Regions from separate parts of the Urocitellus parryii genome. Here region 2 is linked to region 1. Evidence: chromatin contacts called from public Hi-C data. All regions are on one chromosome and are shown on one strand. Each heading gives the region's core, a stretch centred on a gene start, on an enhancer-like site or on the middle of the called end of the contact. The rest is flanking DNA. Distances are from core to core; before and after follow the strand shown. Region 1 holds the start of Ybx2 (Y-box binding protein 2). Region 2 holds the start of Slc16a11 (solute carrier family 16 member 11).

Region 1 (5,123 bases), core at 748-3,247:
TTTGTCTGCCAAGGGTACTTTTCCCTGCAATACCCCATGCCTCTGCTTTCCTGACTTTTTCTTAATTTCACTACGAAAGTAAAGACACACACTCCCTTCATCTGAGCTTCCTTTCATCTTACCTTTCAAATGAACTCCGTGTATTTCCCATGTGATTCTTTGCTGCAGAGGTCACCCCATGAGGTATCTTGCTTGCTTTCCCCAGTCTTGGTCTCAGCTTCCCTTAAGCTCAGGGCTTACCACAGATAAACTGGTCCTTAACATGTTTGAGGAAGGGGTGGTCATTTCTGTATCCTTCACCGCCTCGCCTTGCGATGTAGTCGTTTGCTTATCTTTTCTCTTTTTCTGTCCACTGTGCCCAATGCCCTGGAAATCGAATCATCTGGCGGGATGGGTGGTGTGCATCAATCAGGTAGGCTAGTAGCTGGTGGACCGCCAAAGAAGCGCTATTTGGCAGCCTTTAAGACCGGCCGGCAGAGGGCGCGCCGGGATCGGGAGAGGCTGTGGCTGCGGCGGCTGCGGGACGCGGGCCCTAGCCAATACGCCTAGCACTGGGGAAGCAGACTTGGGGCAGAACGAGATGCGCGTGGAGGCATGTGTCTTGCTCTGGGACCCGCTGCCCTAACCAAAAATACGCCCTGCCCAGCGAGACTCGCGTCCTTCCGGGTGGGCGTTCTGGAGGAGCGACTTCTAGAGCCTCATTATTTAGGGAGGGAGATTGCGGCTCCTAGGACGGACTTCTCGGGCTTCAAGAAACCTGAGACAGCTGCGCACCAGTCATCTGTCTACTCATTTGTGAATTGGGGATCATTTATTTATTCAATAAATATTGAGCATTGTGCACTAGCGTATGTGCGTAGGGTTGGAGTAGAATTAATAAGCAAATAGGATCATTTCATATTTTCAAAAGTGCATTAAAAATAATGTATGATGTGATAGTGAGGCGTGATATGTACGCTGATATTTGAAGAGAGCCACTCTAACAGACACGGGGTGGGGGAGCGCATTGGAAGCAGAGGAAACTGCATGTGCCAAAACCAGACACTTCAGCACCCCATACATAGACGTGAGAGAAATACGGTGGGAGACATTAGAATTGTGACCGGTGAAGATGCTGGAATTACCTGGAAGAGGCTCCAGGGAACTTCCTGGGGCAAGGAAAACATATCTTGGTTAGGGTGTTGCCTACATGGATAGACATATCAAAACTCAGCAAAACTGCTTTGTGTGCTACATGTACCCTTTGTCTCAAAAACAAAATAAAAACGAGGGGCCCAGAAAACAACTGTTGAGTTGGTTAAATCGTTTTGCGGTGCTTTCCAGCCTGCCCTGCGAGCAGATACAGTCGCCCCATGTGCCGGGACATCCTCTAAGGAGAATGAATCAACGGTGGTGTCCCGGAGAAGGCGTCTACGCCTGCCAGGGTCTGGGCTAGGTCGGTCTAGAGGTTGAGGGCTAGCAGTGCCTCTCACCGCCCGACCTAAGGCTGCTGACAGCCGCGCTCCACCTAGGTCGTCAGGGGCAACCTTCGGAGCAGCGCCCCCGGCCCCGCCTTTCGCGCAGAGGCCAGGTGGCGGTTGGGGGCGCAACCAGCCCGTTTGATTTCCCGCGGCCGGTGGAAAGGGGCGGAGGGGGGAGGGGAAAATAGCTGTCAGCCAATGGGCTGAGCTGGGAGAGGTCACGTGGCGCAAGAGGGGCGGGGCCCAGGTGTACTTACGGGGCAGCGGGCGGGGGCCTCCGCCTCGGTGCGAAGTCCAGGAGGCGGGGCTGGTGTGAGGGTCGGGGGGCTGCGCGACTAGGATTGGCCTGTGGTCGGGAGGCGGGGCTTGCGCGCGCCGCGGCAGCCGGCTGCTATTGGCCTGGGCTCAGGGCCCGCTGCCGCCGTGCGGGCGAGGCTCGGGGCGCGAGGACCGAGCGGGGCGGCGGGTCCGCGAGCCGGGGGGAGGGGCCGGGGCGGTGGCGGTGGCGGCGGAGGAGGAGGAGGAGGTGGCGGCGGGGGCCGGTACTGGACCCGGCGGGATGAGCGAGGTGGAGGCGGCAGTGGTGGCGACAGCGGCCCCCGCGGCGACGGTGCCCGCGACGGCGGCAGGGGTGGTAGCGGTGGTGGTACCGGTGCCCGCGGGAGAGCCGCAGAAAGCAGGCGGCGGGGCGGGCAGCGGCGGCGGGGGCGGAGCCGCCTCTGGCCCCGCTGCTGGGACCCCCTCGGCGCCAGGCTCACGCACCCCTGGCAACCCGGTGACGGCGGCCTCGGGGACCCCCGCGCCCCCGGCTCGGAGTCAGGCGGACAAGCCGGTGCTGGGTGAGGGGGGGCGCACGCGCCAGGGCGGCTCTAAGGGGTAGGCGGACTGGGGGAGGGGCAGCGTGGGGCCTGACAGGGTCTAGAGAGCCGAAGATGGGCTTGGCCCCGAGGCCCATGGGCCTGAGCTGGGAACTGCGGACCAAAGTGGATTCCCCTGGAGGGAAATCTTGCTATGCCTTCCGGGGGTGGGGGTGGGGGTAGGGGTGGGGCAGAGCAGAGCCAGGGCTAGCAGGTTCAGCCAAGGCCTTGGGGTGGAGAATAAACCCTGATTTCGACCACGCCTCTGGGGCGGGAGGCTTGGCCCAGTTGACTTCGTTAGCATGGGGTAAACTCTGACTTGGGAAGCAGGTGCACTGGGGACCCTTACATTGGGAGGGCTAGAAAAGCTCTTGAGTTATAACCTGAGGGTGGCACTCAGTGGATCAGGTGAGTACCGGTTCTAGGTGAAGGACCTGGAATTATATAGCATGAGAGGAACATGCCCTAGAGTTGGGTTTTGAAAGCTTAAGCCTCCTGTGTGGATGATTCAATTTGGTGGAATTGGGATAAGAATACCTTAAAGCTAATAGTGAAACCTAGTTGTCTTGAAAATAAGCTTAATAGGAAGGCAGGTTAGATTTTTTTGGAGTGTCTCAAAACTCAGTCCAACTCCATCTCTTCCCCCCACTTACTATCCCCACTGCATCTCTGCCTGGCAGCAATCCAAGTCCTGGGCACTGTCAAATGGTTCAACGTCCGGAATGGTTACGGATTCATCAACAGGTATCCGAGGAACCCAGGGAGAGGGTGGAATGGGTGTCTTCGAACTGGTCTGTGGGACTGGACACCTTCCCAACCTCATCTCTACCCCTGCCAAGGCACATGGTTGCAATGTCCAGCTGACGCTGGTTGAGTCTTTAACCACAGCACAAACGTGTGCTTAGTGGCAAGATGAAGCCTCCTCCACATCTTCAAGGGCAAGCAGAGGATTAATGATCCAGGAACTTGGCAAACCTGGTTCTGACCTTCCTAGCTTCTGTCTCACCTTCAGGAATTTTCATTATTTTTAGTTTGCTGTACTTTGGGGGTGGAATTATGGCGCTCTCTCTACCTCAGGGCTCTGGGCTAGAATCTTCACTGATTTCCTGTTAAGGGAAGCACTTGAGGCACCCTCACGACTCGTCTCCCTTAAAGAGCTGTGACTCATTTGAATCCCCCACCTGATGGGACTGAGACTGGCTGTAGGGGGAGGGAGGAAGGAGGTAGTCCAGCCGGAGATTGTTGCTTCTCTTCTCTTGGCAGCCCCTCCCCTTCCAGCCTGGGAGAGGCTGTAGTGGTGGATTCTGAGCAGAGCCCCCAAGTGCAGCCTTCCCCAGCCCGGGCACCCTGCCCAGCCAAGCCCTCCTGGGAGGCCTTAGTTCCCTCTTAGCAGGCTGACCTTTGTGCAGATCCAAGTGCTTTTAAAGCTGGAACATTTGTTCTGGTGAAGGCAGGCTCCTGTGAAGAGTCCTTCTCCTCTCCCTCATCCTACAGGGTTCTAGGATAAACTAGGATTGTAGGCAAGGTAATGATAGAGAATGGATATTCTTTTCTCTCATCCTTGGTCCCTCTGTATGTTGAGAGGGAACCAGACTGTGGATTTACTTCCAGGCTGAGTATGAACATAAGGTTTTGTGGCTGTTTGGAACAAGTTCCTGACACCTTGTCCCCTTCCCAAAGTCATTCTGCACCTCTGGCCTGCTCCTTGGAAGTAAAAAGGAGATAGTGGAATTTTCCAGTCCCAGTAGGGACTGGGGGTGGGGGGTTGGCCAGAAACAGTTATAGCCTGCACCAGCAGGTTCTAAGGTGCCCTAGGGTAGAAGGTGGAGCACTCTGTAGGTAAAGAGCTGTCCCAGCTCTTTCAAGGTGCCTTTGCCTTCTCTTCCATTCCTGTCTCATGAAGACCAGGATTTTCACTGAGGTTTTAGGTGTACCTCTCTATACCAGCTTTTGGGGGTCCTGTCTATGCTCCAAGTAACTGAAATCTGAAGAGGATGGGCCACCAATCTTAGGAATGGACAGCTAGGGAGGCCTTAGTGGAACTGAGTGTCTTATTAAAATCACCCCCTTAACGACCCATCCTGTTCTGCAGGAATGACACCAAGGAGGATGTCTTTGTTCACCAGGTAAGCTAGGTTGGCTTTCTGAGGGGAGGAACCGGCCCTCTCTTTGAAGGCCTTTCCCATAACCCTTAGCTACAGTCCTTCTCCAGCTCCTCAACGTGGAAATAGCCACTGCCCACGTGGAAATAGCCACTCTCCCATCTGCCTCAGGTGCTTGTATCAACCATTAGCCCCAATTGTGTTGGGTTACTGAACGGCTGTCAGTGTGTTTTGCCCTCTGGGCACTACATGCTCTCCACCTACTGGGACCTGTTAACACCACAGGAAGGAATCAGGCAGTTTTCCAAGGGAAAGAACTCAGGTCCAAGAGACTTGGGTGCAGTGGTTCTCAAAGTATGGTCCTGGCACCACCAGCAGCATCACCTGATATCCAAATTCTCAGGCCCCGCCCCAAGCTACCGAATCAGTCAGATCTTGGGGTTGGGCACCGTTTTAACAAGCTCCCAGGTGATTCTGCTGCTCGCTAGTTTGAGAACCACTGCCTTGGTGTAAAGAGCTCTCTGGGATTGAGGTAAGAAGCACAGTATGTTTTACCCATTTTGCAATTTAAGACTGTCTCTGCTTTTTGTTTTGCTTTTGATTTCCTCTTTCTTGCCTCCCTTTTTGAAGTCCCTGAGGGGTATAGGAGGGAAGGGAGAGAGTATCCTGGGGAAAGTGATAACTTCTCAGTGGATCCCCAGGCT
Region 2 (4,860 bases), core at 1,848-4,347, 270 kb after region 1:
TTATCTAGTCATTTAGAGCATGATTTTTCCTATGAAAACATGCATCAAAGATTATTATAAAGTCAAATGCAAAATACCACATGAATTTTTTAACATAAAACAAGATATTTCAAAGAAATTTCCCCTCATATGATGTATTAAGAACTATGTAATGTTATGAACGACCAATAAAAAAAAAATTAAAATAAAAAAAAATTAAAAAAACAAAGAAATTTCCCCCACACAAAAGTCTTGTCACTGAGGTTCTCTTTTGCCTCCAACTGTAGCTAAGTCCTCTCTCTTCTGCATCCAGTGTTCAATACTTGTGAGTGCTACTTCTGTGCAAATTTGTGGGAAGTAGCAGTTAAAAAAAACATTTAAATTCTTTTATTTGGCCTTCAAGGCCTTTTAGAGAGGACCTCTGCCCAACAGAGGTATCTCCATCCAACATTTTTCTCCTACACACTGTCTGTTCTCTACACAGCAGCTATTTACAGCTCCCCAAACAATAAACAATGTGCCAAGCTACTTCATGCCTTTGTGATTTTCCACAGGCTGCTCCCTTGGCCTGGGATGCCCTTACCCACTCATCCATCTGGCAAACTCCTACTCATCCTTCAATACCCAACTCAAGGGCTCCTCTTCTGTGAGGCCTCCCAGCAGGCCCAAGCTGAGTGAGTCAGTTCCTCCCATGCACCACTCTGCATGTCTATGTCCCTCTCCTGGTGCTGGCATTTCTTTTCTTTATGTGACTGTTTCTCTGATTTGATTTGGCAGCTGTGGGAAGAGAGAATGTATCATATATATGTGTGTGTGTGTGTGTGTGTGTGTCTTCCCAGTTTTAAGCACTGTGCCAGGCATGAGAGGTGTCTATAAATATTTGGTGTAAAATAATAAGTAAGACTTTTCTTTTTTACTCTTCCTTTCTTTTTTTTTTATAGAGTCGTAATAAGGAGACCACCATTTTCTCATAAACTTTGGGAAACACTAAACAAAACGCCTCAAAGAAAAAGAACAAAAATTTCTACTTAATCTCTTAATAGATATTCACATTTTATAACTCACATGATTCTATTGAGAACTCACCAGACTAATGGGGTTCCTTGACCAGTGGTGGAAGCAGCCAGGTGGAGAAACGGGCAGGAGTACCAGGAGAGCCTAACCTAGCTCCCCTGAGTCCCAGCAGCAGCACTGGGGACTAACATATATTCAAGGACCATGTCACTTACTTATACATGTACATACAGTGACTCATTTAATCTTCATTGAATTTTATGTGTGTGAGAGAGAGAGAGAGAGAGAGAGAGAGAGAGAGAGAGAGAGAGAGACTGAGGACTGAACTCAGGACCTTGCACCTGCTAGGCAAGTGCCCTGCCACTGAGCTAGACCCCCAGCCCTCATTTAATTTTCATAACAACCCTATTAGGTAGCTTCTATTATTATGCCCTTTTTAGAAATGAGAAAACCAGCACGTTGTTGTAGAGCAACATGCTTACAACCAAATAACTGAGAAATGGTAGAACAGTATTCGAACCCAGAACATCTAAGTTAGGGCTCCACTCTTTCAATTTCTGTGCTATATAAATTACCTCCATGAGCAACAGGCAGTAATTTCAGCTAAGAATATAGGAAATGTGAGGTAGAAGGGGAATGTGCCTTTTCATAACAAATCACCCCACTTCCAGGTTCTGGGATGCCCTTCTGAGTTCATAAGCATCATACTTAAGTGCTTAGCTTTCCTCCCAGACTCAGAGGTCCCAGTCTTCTTTCTACTTCACCACAGGAGACGACTGTTTCAATTGGTTTCATTTATCTTACAGTAGAGTCCTCACAAACCTTCTTAGGAAGCAGTGCTTTCTGCTCTCCTAGGTGGCTTGAGGACTTGCAGGCTCCACCACCCTGGTGGCTTTTATAACAGCACTCCCACCAGCTGGGAAAACCGGTGGGGCCACTTTCCCAAGGTGTCTGTGGCAGGACTTTAAACCTTCATAGACTCTTGTACCCCATTCAGAACATTTCAAACAGATGCATGACATATGCCAAAAGCCAGAAGTGAGAAAAGGCTAGGCATGTCGGTGGAGAAGGTAAGTAGCTAAGGGCAGGTGGGAGCAAGTAAGGCTTGAGGAGGGATCTGTAATGGGAAGGTAGCTTAGACAGATACACCTTTGATTATTATGAAGAGTCTTATACATAAAATAGAGGAATTAGCAATGGAGAGTCGTTGAAGGTCATTCTGGTTTTTTAAGGTTTACAGTCTCACAACTTAAGACAGTTGTTTTTCTTTTCCTTACAGGCACTTTCTCAGCAATTAGGAAACACTGCCACCATGTGGTTATCGGTTGATGCAGGCTACAATCTACAAGTTGCTGAATTTTCAATGGTATTGTTTAATAATTAAACCAAAGAACACATCTTTTGATTCAAACAGCTGAAGTAATACAACCCTGACCTGTTAAAAAAGGATGCTTATTGTATAGTTTTTCAAGAAATCAAATAGTTGGGCTCAATTCTCTCATCTCTTTGATTTTAAAATCCTAGGCTGTCTTTCTTTAGAGCTCCTGAAGGCAAAGATCTCTTCTATTCTCAGACTCCCTTATGTTAGAATCATAAATTCTCTGGCCCTGCGAAGGTTCTGCTCTTTCCAGGGTAATTTGCATCAAATTATTTCTCAGGATATTTCTCTCAACCGTGGCAGGTTCTGTTTCACTTCTAGGTCTGTTCTTCTCGTATGGTCCCACAATTTAGACAGATCCAAATTAAAATATTCCTCCTCCCCCCCCCCCGTTTTTTTTCTTTTTTAGTTGAGTGATTTGGGACTAATCACCTAACCTCTCTGAGCCTCAGTTACTGCAACAGTAAAACGGGGATGGCAGTTTTTTCATAGGGTTATTGTAAGGATGAAACGATAACATGTAAAAAGTGCACTGCATACCATTGGACCTCATCTTAGGGAGTCCTCTCCTTTCTCTTCCTCCTTGAGGGCATGCCCTTGTTGAGCACAAAGCAGGCACCCACTGGAGGTCAATGTGATATCCTAGATTTACTGGATCCTCAGCAACGTTTGGGTGAACAGAACTACTCGTTTCCTTAGGCTCCGGGGACCATCCCTCTTTTCACATGTGATCAGCTGCCCCTGGTTTTGCGAAGGATTTGCAATCCACGCGTCTCCTCTGTGCGCAGCTGGTGGCAGGTGCGTGGGCGTGAGCGGGGCGGGGCGAGGCGACATCTATTCCTGGCCGCTCCCTACCGGGGGCTGGGGGTTGTGTGTGGATAATTCAATCCCCGTGGGACTCAGCGTCTGGCCTCACCCGCGGCTCGGCGGATTGGCTGACAGTCTCAGCCTGCCCCCGCCCTCGGTACCCCTCCCGCGTCCCAGGTGGCTCAGGCCCCTGTGGTGATCTCTGTTTACGGAGAGGACCTGTCCAAGTTGGGCTCCATCTCTGCAGTCGCTCCATTCCGGGGCCCCGCCCGCCCGGGAAGCGGGGAGAAAACCCGGTCGAGCTTCCCCTCCCCCCACAGCCTAGAGAGGTCGGGTAAGGCGAAAGGGTGTGTGTGGGAGGGAGCGCCCGCGGCTTGGGGGATCCAGCTGTTCCCCAACCCGGTTCCCTTCGAGCACCCAGGAGTTCTGTCCCTAGGCCTGTTTCCCTCACCCACGCTCTGGGTGACGTGCCCACCCTGGGAGAGCAGCCGGAGAACGGATCTCAGGAATGCTAGCTCCTAAGAGGACGCTCAGGAGCGGAGACCTCGCTCACAGTTGTTTCCCCACCCCTACAGACGGTGATGACCCCCGAGCCGCCTGGACCCCCGGACGGGGGCTGGGGCTGGGTGGTGGCGTTTTCGGCCTTCGCGGTGAATGGGCTCTCCTACGGGCTCTTACGCTCCCTGGGCCTTGCTCTCCCTGACCTCGCCGAGCATTTTGACCGAAGCGCCCAGGACACTGCGTGGGTCAGCGCCCTGGCCTTGGCCATGCAGCAAGCAGCCAGTGAGGGAGGGCCCAAGGTGGGGGGTGGGAAGAGGGTATAGGAACTGTGAGTATAGTGATGGGAGATCCAATTAATTACTAGACAACTTGAGAATGAGCGACTGATTATGGAAACCAAGTTCTAGAAGAGTGGGACTTGAGGTCAAGGGGAGGAGCTATTAGACCCAGGGAGGAGTTTGAGGCCAAGCAAATAGCCAATGAGAAGTGTTGGAGAGAGTTTGGGGGTCCAGGAGCGTGTCTTCCGTTGATTTCGACCCCTTTTAGGCCCAGTGGGCAGCGCTCTGAGCACACGTTGGGGGGCGCGCCCGGTGGTGATGGTTGGGGGAGTCCTTACTTCGCTGGGTTTCGTCTTATCGGCTTTCGCCCGAAGTCTGCTGCACCTCTACCTCGGCCTGGGCCTCCTCGCTGGTGAGGGGAGTGGCATGACCCGGGGTGATGATCAGGGGTGATGGTGGGGATAGGACTTTCTTGGGAATTGGGATAACGAATGAGGTGGGGGGGGGGCTTCTGCAAGAAGCACGGCTGGGAATGCTGGGGCAGGCATCCCTGGAACCTGCCTTAATCTCACTTTATCTATTCGCAGGCGCTGGCTGGGCTCTGGTGTTTGCCCCTGCCCTCGGTACCCTCTCCCGTTACTTCTCTCGCCGTCGGGTCTTGGCTGTGGGACTAGCACTCACTGGCAACGGGGTTTCCTCCCTGTTTCTGGCGCCTGCCTTGCAGCTCCTCCTTGACACATTCGGCTGGAGGGGCGCTCTGCTCCTCCTTGGCGCTGTCACATTCCACCTCACCCCTTGTGGCGCCCTGCTGCGACCCCTGTCCCTCCCTGGCGACCCCAAGGCTCCACCCCTCAACCCTCTAGCTGCCCTCGGCTTGGGTCTCTTCAAGCATCGGGCCTTCTC

What was found. A called contact is a pair of places that touch in the nucleus more often than the background predicts.
Region 2: a Hi-C map of muscle shows a contact between it and region 1, with 4 times the contacts expected there. The contact joins the promoter of Slc16a11 here to the promoter of Ybx2 in region 1. A contact is called at or near these places in 2 of 2 Hi-C or Micro-C datasets (liver and muscle).

What each region holds. Positions count from the first base shown.
Region 1 is chr7:130,005,250-130,010,372 of mUroPar1.hap1, forward strand. Ybx2 (Y-box binding protein 2) reads left to right here and starts at 1,998. Exons shown (of 9, transcript XM_026390459.2): 1 at 1,998-2,299; 2 at 2,998-3,061; 3 at 4,410-4,443. The coding sequence starts at 2,020.
Region 2 is chr7:130,277,430-130,282,289 of mUroPar1.hap1, forward strand. It overlaps Slc16a11 (solute carrier family 16 member 11), which reads left to right and starts at 3,098. Exons shown (of 5, transcript XM_026382278.2): 1 at 3,098-3,169; 2 at 3,754-3,961; 3 at 4,226-4,369; 4 at 4,545-4,860. The coding sequence starts at 3,760.